Linked DNA regions of Mus musculus: region 1 is linked to region 2. A link is a contact called in public Hi-C data. All regions are on one chromosome and are shown on one strand. Each heading gives the region's core, a stretch centred on a gene start, on an enhancer-like site or on the middle of the called end of the contact. The rest is flanking DNA. Distances are from core to core; before and after follow the strand shown.

Region 1 (5,486 bases), core at 2,241-4,740, 830 kb before region 2:
AAGACACCGGAGAAGCTGGCTTTGACAAAGTTAGGAGAGGAACTTCAGAAAGAACAAAATCTATTGACACCTTGATCTTCATCTTCTAGCCTCCATAAAACTTACCATATATACTTTATTAATATATGTAATATGTATTATTTAAGTCTTCCTATGATAGTTTTTTATAGAAGCCCAAGTAAGCTAACAACACACACGCACACACACACACACACACACACACACACACACACATACACACAATCTCTTATCCCTTCTTAATCTTACAATGTGGATGTTAGAATTCTCATCTTACAGTGAATGAGGACATCACAGTTCAAAGAATTAGGTAACTTCCTTGGGGTTAAATGCCCAGTAAATGATTACACAAGGCACTGTAATAATAAGTTACCCTTTAGTTAAAGATAATAGTAGAATATTAAAACTGTGGAAACACAAACTTCTAAAAGGCTGCTTAAGTTATTTCCCACAACCACCTTCTAAGTGGGATCCCAGCTAACGTGCTATGATATCATCGGCTCCCAGCTAATATGCTATGATGTCATAGCTTGCTGCTGGTGTTTGTGTTGTTGTTTGCAGGGCTCTAAATCCATTATCTCTCTGAGGCTTATTAGCATTTTTAAGTGTCCTTCTTATTGCACATTCTATTGGTCCCTTATTGAAATTCTATCTTTCAAACTCAATTAACCAAATTGTTTATTCTTGCCGCCTTTGTTCTCATCTCAGGCAAGATAATTCCAGGGAACTGCAAGTTTGCCAGTAGAGCAACCAGGTACTCATCTGAGGACTCCAAACAGGACCACACTGAACAGGACAGCGATGCCATGAGAAGGCCCCTGTGTCAGCGCAGCCGAATACTCTATGGCCTTGCAAACATCTGGTCTCCCTGTTTTGCCCTGCAGCTCTCTACTTCCATTAAAAGAGGAGCCAAAAACCTCCCTGGCGCATCTTCGCCAGGAACTGGGTGACTTCCAGCTAAAGGGTCAATAAATATAATTAAAGGGCTCATCCAACTGGATCTTTCTCTGAGTGTCTTCCCTTGGAGGGCCAATCGTCTCCAACTCATAAATGGATTTTTAAAATCGCAAGGTCCATGAGAGGTTGCTGATGTCCTCAGCCTATCGATTTGCCTAGTTTGATGTTTGGTCGGTTGTAGTCAATCCTCAACCAATGAAGGGCATGCCTCTATTTGTAGATAGTTAACAAATAATCTTCATTGCATTACTGTCTGACTAATAGGCCCTCCCAAAGGCCTGCCTGTCCGCTCCATTCTTACATACAAGTAACAGTGTGATGAATCAGGTTGACAACAGAAAGTCAGGGTAGCCACCCTCTTGGATCACTACTGCTGGACAGCTCTCTGCCTTCTTCCACATACCACTCCTGTTTTTGACTAAAGCTGTCAAAGCTGCTAATCATAGTTTATTTCTCATTATTAAAACCCCCCTAAATTTAATGAATTCAAGCCCACAGTTTGAGGCTACTGTCTTATCACTCAATTACATCACATCTTAGCCAGTCAGCATGGACACTGTATGCATCTGTTTGTTTAGTGGCGCCTCCACATTTCATGGTGCATCTGCATGGCAGAGTCTGAACTGTTGTCTGTTTTTATAAGTCCAGTGCCCGGTGATCCCGAGAACTGCCGCCTTATTTTCATATTCTTCAAAAGAAATGACAGTGTGGTTCATCTAAAAAAATGTCTTCTGCGTCTGAAGACCTGCTGAGATCTGTTTATCATTGTCCTGTGAGAAGGAAAAAATACGAGCAGGTCTGAAGCCTTCATAGGTAAAGTTTCTATCTCCTTCATATAAGGGGTAGCAACAAATCAAGATGTCATTCTCGGTGATTGACTTAGATAAAGTAAAGGCTAGACGAATTAGGTGTGTTGGCTGCTGGTTCAAGTGGATCTCAAAGGCTGTAAACGGGAGGGAGGAGCTGCTGGTAATATCAAGGATAAACCCAAGCCAATTTGGCTTTATGTTGCTTTTTTTTCCTTCCAAAAAATCCCCAAGTCTACAGATGTGCCAAAGAATAGACCACAGCTGGACATACAGTGTCGTCCAGTGGGTGAGGCTACTCTGCCTCACTGCCGCGGAGAAGCAGCCCCTCCAGAAATCAGCTTTGTGCCATTGGGCGGAAATTACACAGGGGATGTTTGTTGCCAAGGAGACGGGAGTAGAAAGATAAAGTCCTTCAATGGAAACTGGTCTCTCAACACAAAATCTTTTCTTTTCTCTTCAGGCCCTCTGGAGACAAATACTTGAAGTAATTCCCAAAAAATAAAAAGTCAGGAACTTGAGTGAATACAAGCCCAGCATTTACACAAATTCTTTATGGTCACATTTTTTATTGAGTGTTTGTTTGAAAAACTCAAGGGTAGTGTTAATGAAGGAGTAATAAATTTCAGTGTGTTGCAGCTAAGACGAGCTGAGGCTAAAGAAGAGCAGCTTTCAAATCCAACCTCAGTCCATTTTGGTTACGTGACCTTGATAAAGTTACTTAACCCCCTCCTTGTCTTCCAAAACCCTCAGATATATAATAGAAACAAACATGTTTAGGGGATGAAGATGGTTTAGTGATCAAGATGTCTAGAAGCTCACCACTGCTTGTGACTAGAGCTCTAGGGGATCAGATAGTCTCTTACAAACTGCAGGCACGCATATACATGTTAGTGTTTGTGCACACGTACATGTCCACACAATACATGTACATAAATAAAAAGCAAAAATATTTTTAAAATATAAATGGCTTTGTTTAACTTGTTAAACTAGTAGAGGAATTAAGAATTTTTTTTCATGGGCAGCCAGCATATTCAATGATATATATATATATATATATACATATATATATATATATATATATATATATATATATATATATATATATATATATGTAATACACACATATATAATACACACACACATATATATATTAAATTAGATTGAATCATTAGTATGACTAATCATTATGACGGTGATGTCACCATGATGAAGTATCCAGCTACTTTGATTGGCAGTGAGTTACCAATCCAGGGCTATGGAATGCACTTGCAAAGTTACCAAAAGTGTGAGGATCTGAGAGATAACGAGGGACTTCAAACTAGCAGGGCTTTGCTATAAATAGTTTGGGGTGTGGTGGGAAGAAATTTGAAAGAAATTGGGTGAACATCTTTTTTCAAAGAAACACTCTAGTCAGGTCTTAAGGTGGAAATCACAGACAAAAGGGAGTGTGGTTTACCAAATTATAAATAAAGAAAACCCATCCACTGAAAGAAGCTTCGCTACAATGTGTGTGCCCGCGAGCGTGTGTGTGTGTGTGTGTGTGTGTGTGTGTGTGTGTGTGTGTGTGTATTTCTTCCATCTGGGAGAGAAATGCTGGAAAGGCACTTAATATTCATGACTGACACAGTTTCTCTGTACTGTCAGTCAGCTGGAACCAGAGCACACAGCTGGTTAGCAAGCACAGCTCTGCGTCACGGTTCCTCTGGTGACCTTAAGCAGCGAGTCAGGCATGGAGCACTGGAACACTTCCTGCTGGCTTACTTTTTCTCTTCAGAGGTGGGGAAGTGACCAACATCTGCCCCCGAATAGCCAGCCTCCTTTCTTCGCCTTTCAAGTTCTTATCAGAAGCCAACACCAGATCATGAGAATCTAAATCCAATTATCAGTCTCCAGAATAAGGGAGAAAAAGCCCCGCATACCCGGTAACATTTCTTATTTGCAGGCAAAGTAATTTGTTAGATAGAAGCTTCACTCTTGTTTTTTACAGCACCAAGGTGATGCACAGATACTTGAAAAGGCCTTCTTTGAGAAAATTTGCCATAAATATTCAGGAAATCTAAACTTTTGGGGGAAAGTCATTATTAAAATATATCTATTTTTTTAAGGCTATACATTTCTTGAGTCAGATTCTACTAGCTTTTATGACACACTTGCCTAGAATTCTAATCTGAACAAACATATTTATCAGATTTTTTTCTTCTTTTGCACACACTTAGGATATGTATGGATGCCTAATTACAACCTCAGGATTTTAGCTTTTTATATACTAAGTGAAAGCCCACAGCTTTCCGCTGTATGCCCTGATCAGAGTTTGGAATAGAGGCGCTGACACATGAGAGGATGGATGCCACTGATGTGCCTTACTCTTCCGGAACAGAAAGGCAGTGACCCGCTGCCATTTCTTCCTGGAGCTTGAAATCTGTCAGAAATGTGAAATCAGAAACAGAAGGAAATGCACGCCTCAAATCCCCTTCTATAATTCTAATTTGCCTTGGCATATCGCAGTATTTAATCAATAAGAAAATATTTGGGTGAAGAGGACTCAACAAAAAAGAAGCGCGTTATTTTTAGACAATATTTTACGGGTTGGATAACTCTTAGGCCATATCAATGCCCTTATTCCCACCTGAGGGATCACTTAAAACCAGCTTATATGTCCCAGGGCAAAACCGTGGCAATAAATTCCCAGTGCTCCAGCCTTCTGAGAATTGATCGCAGATTTATCCATCTCTGCCTTTTGGTTCTGGAGCAGACTCTAAAGATCCCAGGATGACGGCGTGTGCTTGTGATCCTGCAGTACCAGAGACTTAATTAGACATCAAATGTGCACTGCCTAATGATGGCTGTTTAAATTATGTAGGCACACACTACAACTCTCAGACCCACACATGGGAAGGAAGCATGAGGTAAAAATACAGTAAATCCCCCTTTGAGACATCGGGATGTGGGGGGAAATACCTCGTCACCGCTGGCAGCCTCCCAACTCGCCCCTCTCCTCTAATAGTCTGGGCTGTTTCGTATTTCACAGTTCATTGCTGCTCTTTCTGTCTCCCCACAACCAAGTCTGCTCCACTTCGCATTTATCAATTTAATACCTTGGCTAATTTCATCCTAGAATAATGTTTCTGTTTATAGAAGTCTAGCCCCTGTGGCAGGCAGCGAATACTCAGGGGTTTCCGGGAAGCAATGTTAATGCACACTGAAGTGGTAGGAGAGGCCCTCCAATCACAGCCCAGCACCCGCTTCCACTGCCTAGTCCGCCCCAGCCTTGGGGGTGTGATTAGGATCCTGCTGTGTGCAGCTGTTCTCAGCACATCCTGGGACAGAGAAGGCAGGGGGTACCTCAGGACCAGACCCAGCGACCCCAATGAGAGGAACAACACGTAATTAATTATTTCAACTGAAGGTCAAGGGCCACTGTGTGTTATCAGGACACAACGCACTGATTGCTCAGGGCCAAGGACGCGTTCCATTCCCCTCCACAGCTTGTACCACACATGACCAAGGTGAAGCAGGATTTGATCTGCTCAACAAATTGGTGTGTTGCCGAGAGGGAAGAACTCTGGCTGATTAACGGAGGATTGATGACTGCGTATGTTCCCAGGTAGAACCATCTGGGCAGGTGTCTTTTAACTAAGATTAATAAGCATATGTCACCACACGTTACGAGAGGCACAATGGTGGAGAATCAAAAATTTCTGA
Region 2 (5,829 bases), core at 331-2,830:
AAAGGCCCCTGGAGGAGCAAATCCACTGGGTTTGTGCGTTCTTCTTGCCTAAATGTTAACAAGGTATACACCAGTGAGCAGCTTGCTTTTTACATGTAAGTTTTAAAATACATTTAAATTTTATTAATTTGATTTGATTTAGAATAGTTTTAATTAATGTTAGAAATGCGTTGAATTTAACAAGATAATGAGAAAAAATATATATTGTAAATTTTCCTTTCCCATGAAGGAATATCATATTTGGAAAAAGAACGAAGTCAGTGGAGAAGAAGAAGATGGTATTCAGAATTTAAAGAATATTTTTAAGAGTTTATATAAAGGACCACAAAGAATGCCTCAGAGATATTTCAGTTCTGATCCTGGTGCTTTAGAGAGCACTTTCAGGGGCGCGCCTCTCTCCTTCACTGAAAGGCCTGGGTAAAGCAACCACATGGCAGAGTCCCAGAATGCACCAGTCCCTTCTCTTCTGAAAGCCTTGTATTGATCACACAGTGGCTCTGTGATATTTGCACCCTTACATCCTTATGCACTGCCTATTGTCACAGCCATAATGTCTGAAGGTGTTTTAGTTTACCTCTACATATTTCACAATGTGTATTCATAAGTCATCATTTAAAGGCCTCTGAATATAAGTTACCCTGTATTTGTCTCCATGTCCTTTGACTTAGGATTATGATGCTTTCTGTTCTGCGGAACACCGAAACTCCCGTGAAGTTCTGGTTTCTGAAGAATTACCTCTCGCCAACATTTAAAGTAAGCACATGGCTATTTTACAATGTGGCTAAAGCTTGATACTAATTTCTTTGTTACCATTGTAATCTCTGAAAACATTTCCCTTTTCAATGTGAGGTTTTTAAATGTGTATTTGCCAAATAGGGCATGGGAGTGGAAAACACATGGACTGAGATGACACAATACAGGATCCGTCCTAGCAGATGCTATCACTAATTAGAAAAACCATTCTCTGGATAAAAACCTTGCAGCACTTCATGGCAAAAGTAATGCCTCTTCAAAACGGGGTTTTCCTTTCTGGTTTGCTTTTTCTCTCTGTTTCTTCTTCGTACGGTGCTTTCGTGCATAACATAAACACTGGTGAGTGCGCAGGTGTAAGCCTGTAGCTTTGCTCTGTTCACAGTAGCCAGGCCCTCCCTCCAGCCAGAAGGTCATTGGCCTAACTACCTGTCTGTCTCAGTTCCTGAGGAGTCTGTTTGGGGAAGCAAGGCAGCAAGCAGTGGGCGTGAGCTGGAGCAGGAGGCTGAGCCACAAGCTTGAAGCAGTCTTTCAACACTCTCAAAGCCCGCCTCCAGTGACGTACTTCCTCCAACAGACACGTCTGCTGCCGCTCCCTCCCCTTCCTCCTTCACACACTCCCTTTCAGCTTGGGAACAAGTTTATTAGAATAGTATTTAAGCAGTTTTCAGTTTCTTTATAATGATTTATAGTAAGCTTCTTCTAAAATGTATTGTTTGATTTGTTATATGTGTCTAGGAGGTAATTCCTCACATGGCTAAGGAATATGGATTCCAGTATGAGCTTGTGCAGTATAAGTGGCCCCACTGGCTTCATCAACAGACTGACAAGCAGCGAATCATTTGGGGTTACAAAATCCTTTTCCTTGATGTCCTTTTCCCACTGGCTGTGGACAAAGTCATATTTGTTGATGCTGACCAGGTAACAAGAGCGATTACTTTTTACTAAAGCTTGCTTTGCATCTAACTGAACATGAACATGAGGATTTGCATTGCTCATTGATTGTCACTGTTAGTTTTTAGACATACACGACACGACATTTTTTATATCCACTAAGAACCTGGAGTTTAAAAACACACTAGCAGAGCGTGCGCAGACGGGAAAGTGTGACAAGAAGTACCGTCTGCGTACAACATGGCAGTTCCTATCTGAAACAGCCATTATTATTATTGTATAATTTGGCAAGTAAAACTAAGACATGTGTACATTATTCGTTATAAAAACAGTTCCATGCACCTGCGCGGGTACGCACGGGTTCCGCGCACCTGCGCGGGCACGCACGGGTTCCGCGCACCTGCGCGGGCACGCACGGGTTCCGCGCACCTGCGCGGGCACGCACGGGTTCCGCGCACCTGCGCGGGCACGCACGGGTTCCGCGCACCTGCGCGGGTATGCACAGGTTCCATGCACCTGCGTGGGTATGCACGGGTTCCGCGCACCTGCGCGGGTATGCACGGGTTTTCCTCTAGCTGCTGACTTGCTGGGAAGGTTAGCGGTGAGTGGTGAGTGTGGCCCTTCTCTCCTGCGTCCACCATCAACAGTGAAACCATCAAGTTTCCATCTGTCCATGACTTACTTAGGAAAGGCTCTAAATTTAGCTGGAGATAATGAAAAGCCACCTTCATTTCCAAATCTGTATGTATAGAATTATTAGCTCATTTCAGGATATTTGTCATCAGTAATCATGAAAATATTTGACAAGTGTACAGAATTTCTAATGCAGGAATACTTAAGTGTTCGTGTATATAAAGTGAATTCACAGGATATAAACGACATATCAAGGACAAAGGTGTATTTTCAGGTTTTATATTAGAATTTGCTGATAAGCATGGAGTGGAGATGGGGGCAGCTTTTTTTCTAAGTCCAGCACTGCAGAGAGTGAGGCAGGAGGATGAGGAGCTCAGTGCAGAAGCACGAATGAGGCCACCTGGAAACAAAAGCCAACCGGGAGGAAAAGACGGCAGAGAAGAGAGCAGGGCCCTTGCCTGGGTGAAGTCTAAGCCACTGCCGTCTGAGCTCTGAGGCCAGAGACTATTTATCACCTCATTGTAGAACAGCAGGGGACTAAATGCAAAAATTTATTGCTGGGCTCCTTACTCTGGTGAGTCAGCAGCCAGAAGCCTCTCTGGCTAAGCTGGTTAACTCTTTGTGAACCACAGAGGAAGGAAAGGAAAAGAATTAAGATGCTGGGGCTGGTGAGATGGCTCAGTGGGTAAGAGCACCCGACTGCTCTTCCGAAGGTCAGGAGTTCAAATCCCAGCAACCACATGGTGGCTCACAACCATCTGTAACAAGATCTGACTCCCTCTTCTGGAGTGTCTGAAGACAGCTACAGTGTACTTACATTAATAAAATAAATAAATCTTTAAAAAAAAAAAAGAATTAAGATGCTGTATACAGGCAAATGTACACAGACGCATATACATTCAAACATTCATATACCCACACTCTGGCCGGGCCCAACTCTTTGTCACAATCAACTCCGAAAATATTCATGCATGCTTACATACGTGCATATGTACCTGCACACATGCATATAAACAGACATACACATTTGGATGGATGGATGGATGGATGGATGGATGGATAGGGCAAAACTCCCCAAGCCAAACTATTCATTCAACTAACAACTTTATTTCATTTCTCTGGCCTTATTATACTTTTAAAAATATTAATAATTTTATTAGATATTTTCTTTATTTACATTTCAAATGTTATTCCCTTTTCTGGTTTCCCCTCCAAAACCCCCCTATCTCTCCCCCTTACCCTGATCACTAACCCACCCACTCCTGCTTCCTGGCCCAGGCATTTCCCTACACTGGGGCATAGAGTCTTCACAGGACCAAGGACCTTGCCTCCCACTGATGACTGACAAGGCTATCTTCTATTACATATGCAGCTAGAACCATGGGTCTTTCCATGTGTACTCTTTGGTTGGTGATTTAGTCCCCAGGAGCTCTGGGGGTACTGGTTAGTTCATGTTGTTGTTCCTCCTATGGGGCTGCAAACCCCATCAGCTCCTTGGGTCCTTTCCCTGGCTCCTCCACTGGGGACCCGGTGCACAGTCCAGTGGATGGTGATTCCTCCAGAACTTCTTTTATTCTTGAGAAGAGTTTTTGCTATCCTAGGTTTTTTGTTATTTCAGATGAATTTGCAAATTGCCCTTTCTAACTCAGTGAAGAATTGAGTTGGAATTTTGATGGGGATTGCATTGAATCTATAGATTACTTTTGGCAGGATAGCCATTTTGACTATATTAATCCTGCCAATCCATGAGCATGGGAGATCTTTCCATCTTCTGAGATCTTCGATTTCTTTTTTCAGAGACTTGAAGTTCTTATACAGATCTCTCACTTCTTTAGTTAGAGTCACAACAAGGTATTTTATATTATTTGTGTCTATTGTGAAGGGTGTCGTTTCCCTAATTTCTTTCTCAGCCTGTTTATTCTTTGTGTAGAGAAAGGCCATTGACTTGTTTGAGTTAATTTTATATCCAGCTACTTCACCGAAGCTGTTTATCAGGTTTAGGAGTTCTCTGGTAGAATTTTTAGGGTCACTTATATATACTATCATATAATCTGCAAATAGTGATATTTTCTTTCCAATTTGTATCCCTTTGTTCTCCTTTTGTTGTCTAATTGCTCTGGCTAGGACTTCAAGTACTATATTGAATAGGTAAGGAGAAAGTGGGCAGCCTTGTCTAGTCCCTGATTTTAGTGGAATTGCTTCAAGTTTCTCTCCGTTTAGTTTGATGTTGGCTACTGGTTTGCTGTCGATTGCTTTTATTATGTTTAGGTATGGGCCTTGAATTCCTGATCTTTCCAAGACTTTTATCATGAATGGGTGTTGGATTTTATCAAATGTTTTCTCAGCATGTAATGAAATGATCATGTGGTTCCCCCCACCCCCCGGAGTTTGTTTATATAGTGGATTACATTGATGGATTTCCATATATTGAACAATCCCTGCATCCCTGAAATGAAACCTGCTTGGTCAGGATGGATGATTGTTTTGATGTGTTCTTGGATTTGATTTGCAAAAATTTTATTGAGTATTTTTGCATCGATATTCATAAGGGAAATTGGTCTGAAGTTCTCTATCTTTGTTGGGTCTTTGTGTGGTTTAGGTATCAGAGTAATTGTGGATTCACAGAATGAGTTGGGTAGAGTACCTTCTGCTTCTATTTTGTGGAATAGTTTGTGAAGAACAGGAATTAGATCTTCTTTGAAGGTCTGGTAGACCTCTGCACTAAACCCATCTGGTCCTGGGCTTTTTTTTTTTTTTTTTTGGTTGGGAGACTATTAATGACTGCTTCTATTTCTTTAGAGGATATGGGACAAGCACAAACACACAGTTTAGGGGAAGAAAAAAATTCAAAAACTAAGATTTTAAAATAAAATTCTCTTACCTTCCCTCAACATTTTCACTAGTATTCTTTTGGCAAGCTTGAGACAATTGAAAAGTAAAACTGGGCAGGAGAGAGGCTCAGGGGTTAGAAGGACTTTGCTCCTCTTGCCTAAGACCCACAGTCAACAACTCCAGTTCCTGGGGATCCAGTACCCCCTTCTGGCATCTATGGGCATTGCACCACATGGCACACAGGCATAACTTGCAAACACCCATATATATACATTAAATAAATAAATATTTTTTTAAAAAACTGAAAAATTAAAACACAGTAACATTTTCATTTAAGCTACTTTTTAAATCAAGACTGACTTTATGATTCAAATTAATATTTTCCAATATAAATTTATATATTGAGGAACTAAGTGTTGTATGCCATTGTGATGGTTAATCCCTTCCTGAAACACATGCTTTATAAACTAGCTTGCCTATAAATGATATCACTATGTATTCCTACTGGTAAGACCACAGTTATTCAGGTAAAGAGCATAAAAGTCTATGGTTTTTTTTTTTATTTGTAAGAACAAGGAGGAAAAATTAATGTGTATGATGTTGTACAGGAAACTTACCTGCTGTTTCTGTGCACTGAGGCAGTAACGTGAGATTCACATGGGAAGAGTCTATGCCGCTGTGCAGTCTGCACTGTACAGAGACACTGTTCTCATTCCTTAG

The links. Hi-C and Micro-C count contacts between places; a contact is called where the count stands out from the background.
Region 1: a Hi-C map of the N1E-115 cell line shows a contact between it and region 2, with 3 times the contacts expected there. The contact joins two enhancer-like sites. A contact is called at or near these places in 1 of 484 Hi-C or Micro-C datasets (the N1E-115 cell line) and 3 of 115 datasets of contacts at active chromatin or transcription factors (the SCID.adh cell line, bone marrow-derived macrophages and embryonic basal ganglia).

Annotation. Positions count from the first base shown.
Region 1 is chr14:119,831,130-119,836,615 of GRCm38.p6, reverse strand. The region is part of intron 1 of Hs6st3 (heparan sulfate 6-O-sulfotransferase 3); the gene reads right to left. Among named protein-coding and RNA genes, the nearest start is that of Gm41249, 35 kb to the right of the region's middle. Within about 2 kb of position 3,490, at least 17 of the 459 cell types and tissues checked have an H3K27ac peak or open chromatin away from gene starts, as enhancers often do. A contact at or near this core is called in the N1E-115 cell line and the SCID.adh cell line, where this site is marked.
Region 2 is chr14:119,002,987-119,008,815 of GRCm38.p6, reverse strand. It overlaps Uggt2 (UDP-glucose glycoprotein glucosyltransferase 2), which reads left to right. Exons shown (of 39, transcript NM_001081252.2): 33 at 669-753; 34 at 1,489-1,671. Among named protein-coding and RNA genes, the nearest start is that of Dnajc3, 68 kb to the right of the region's middle. Within about 2 kb of position 1,580, at least 375 of the 459 cell types and tissues checked have an H3K27ac peak or open chromatin away from gene starts, as enhancers often do. A contact at or near this core is called in the N1E-115 cell line and the SCID.adh cell line, where this site is marked.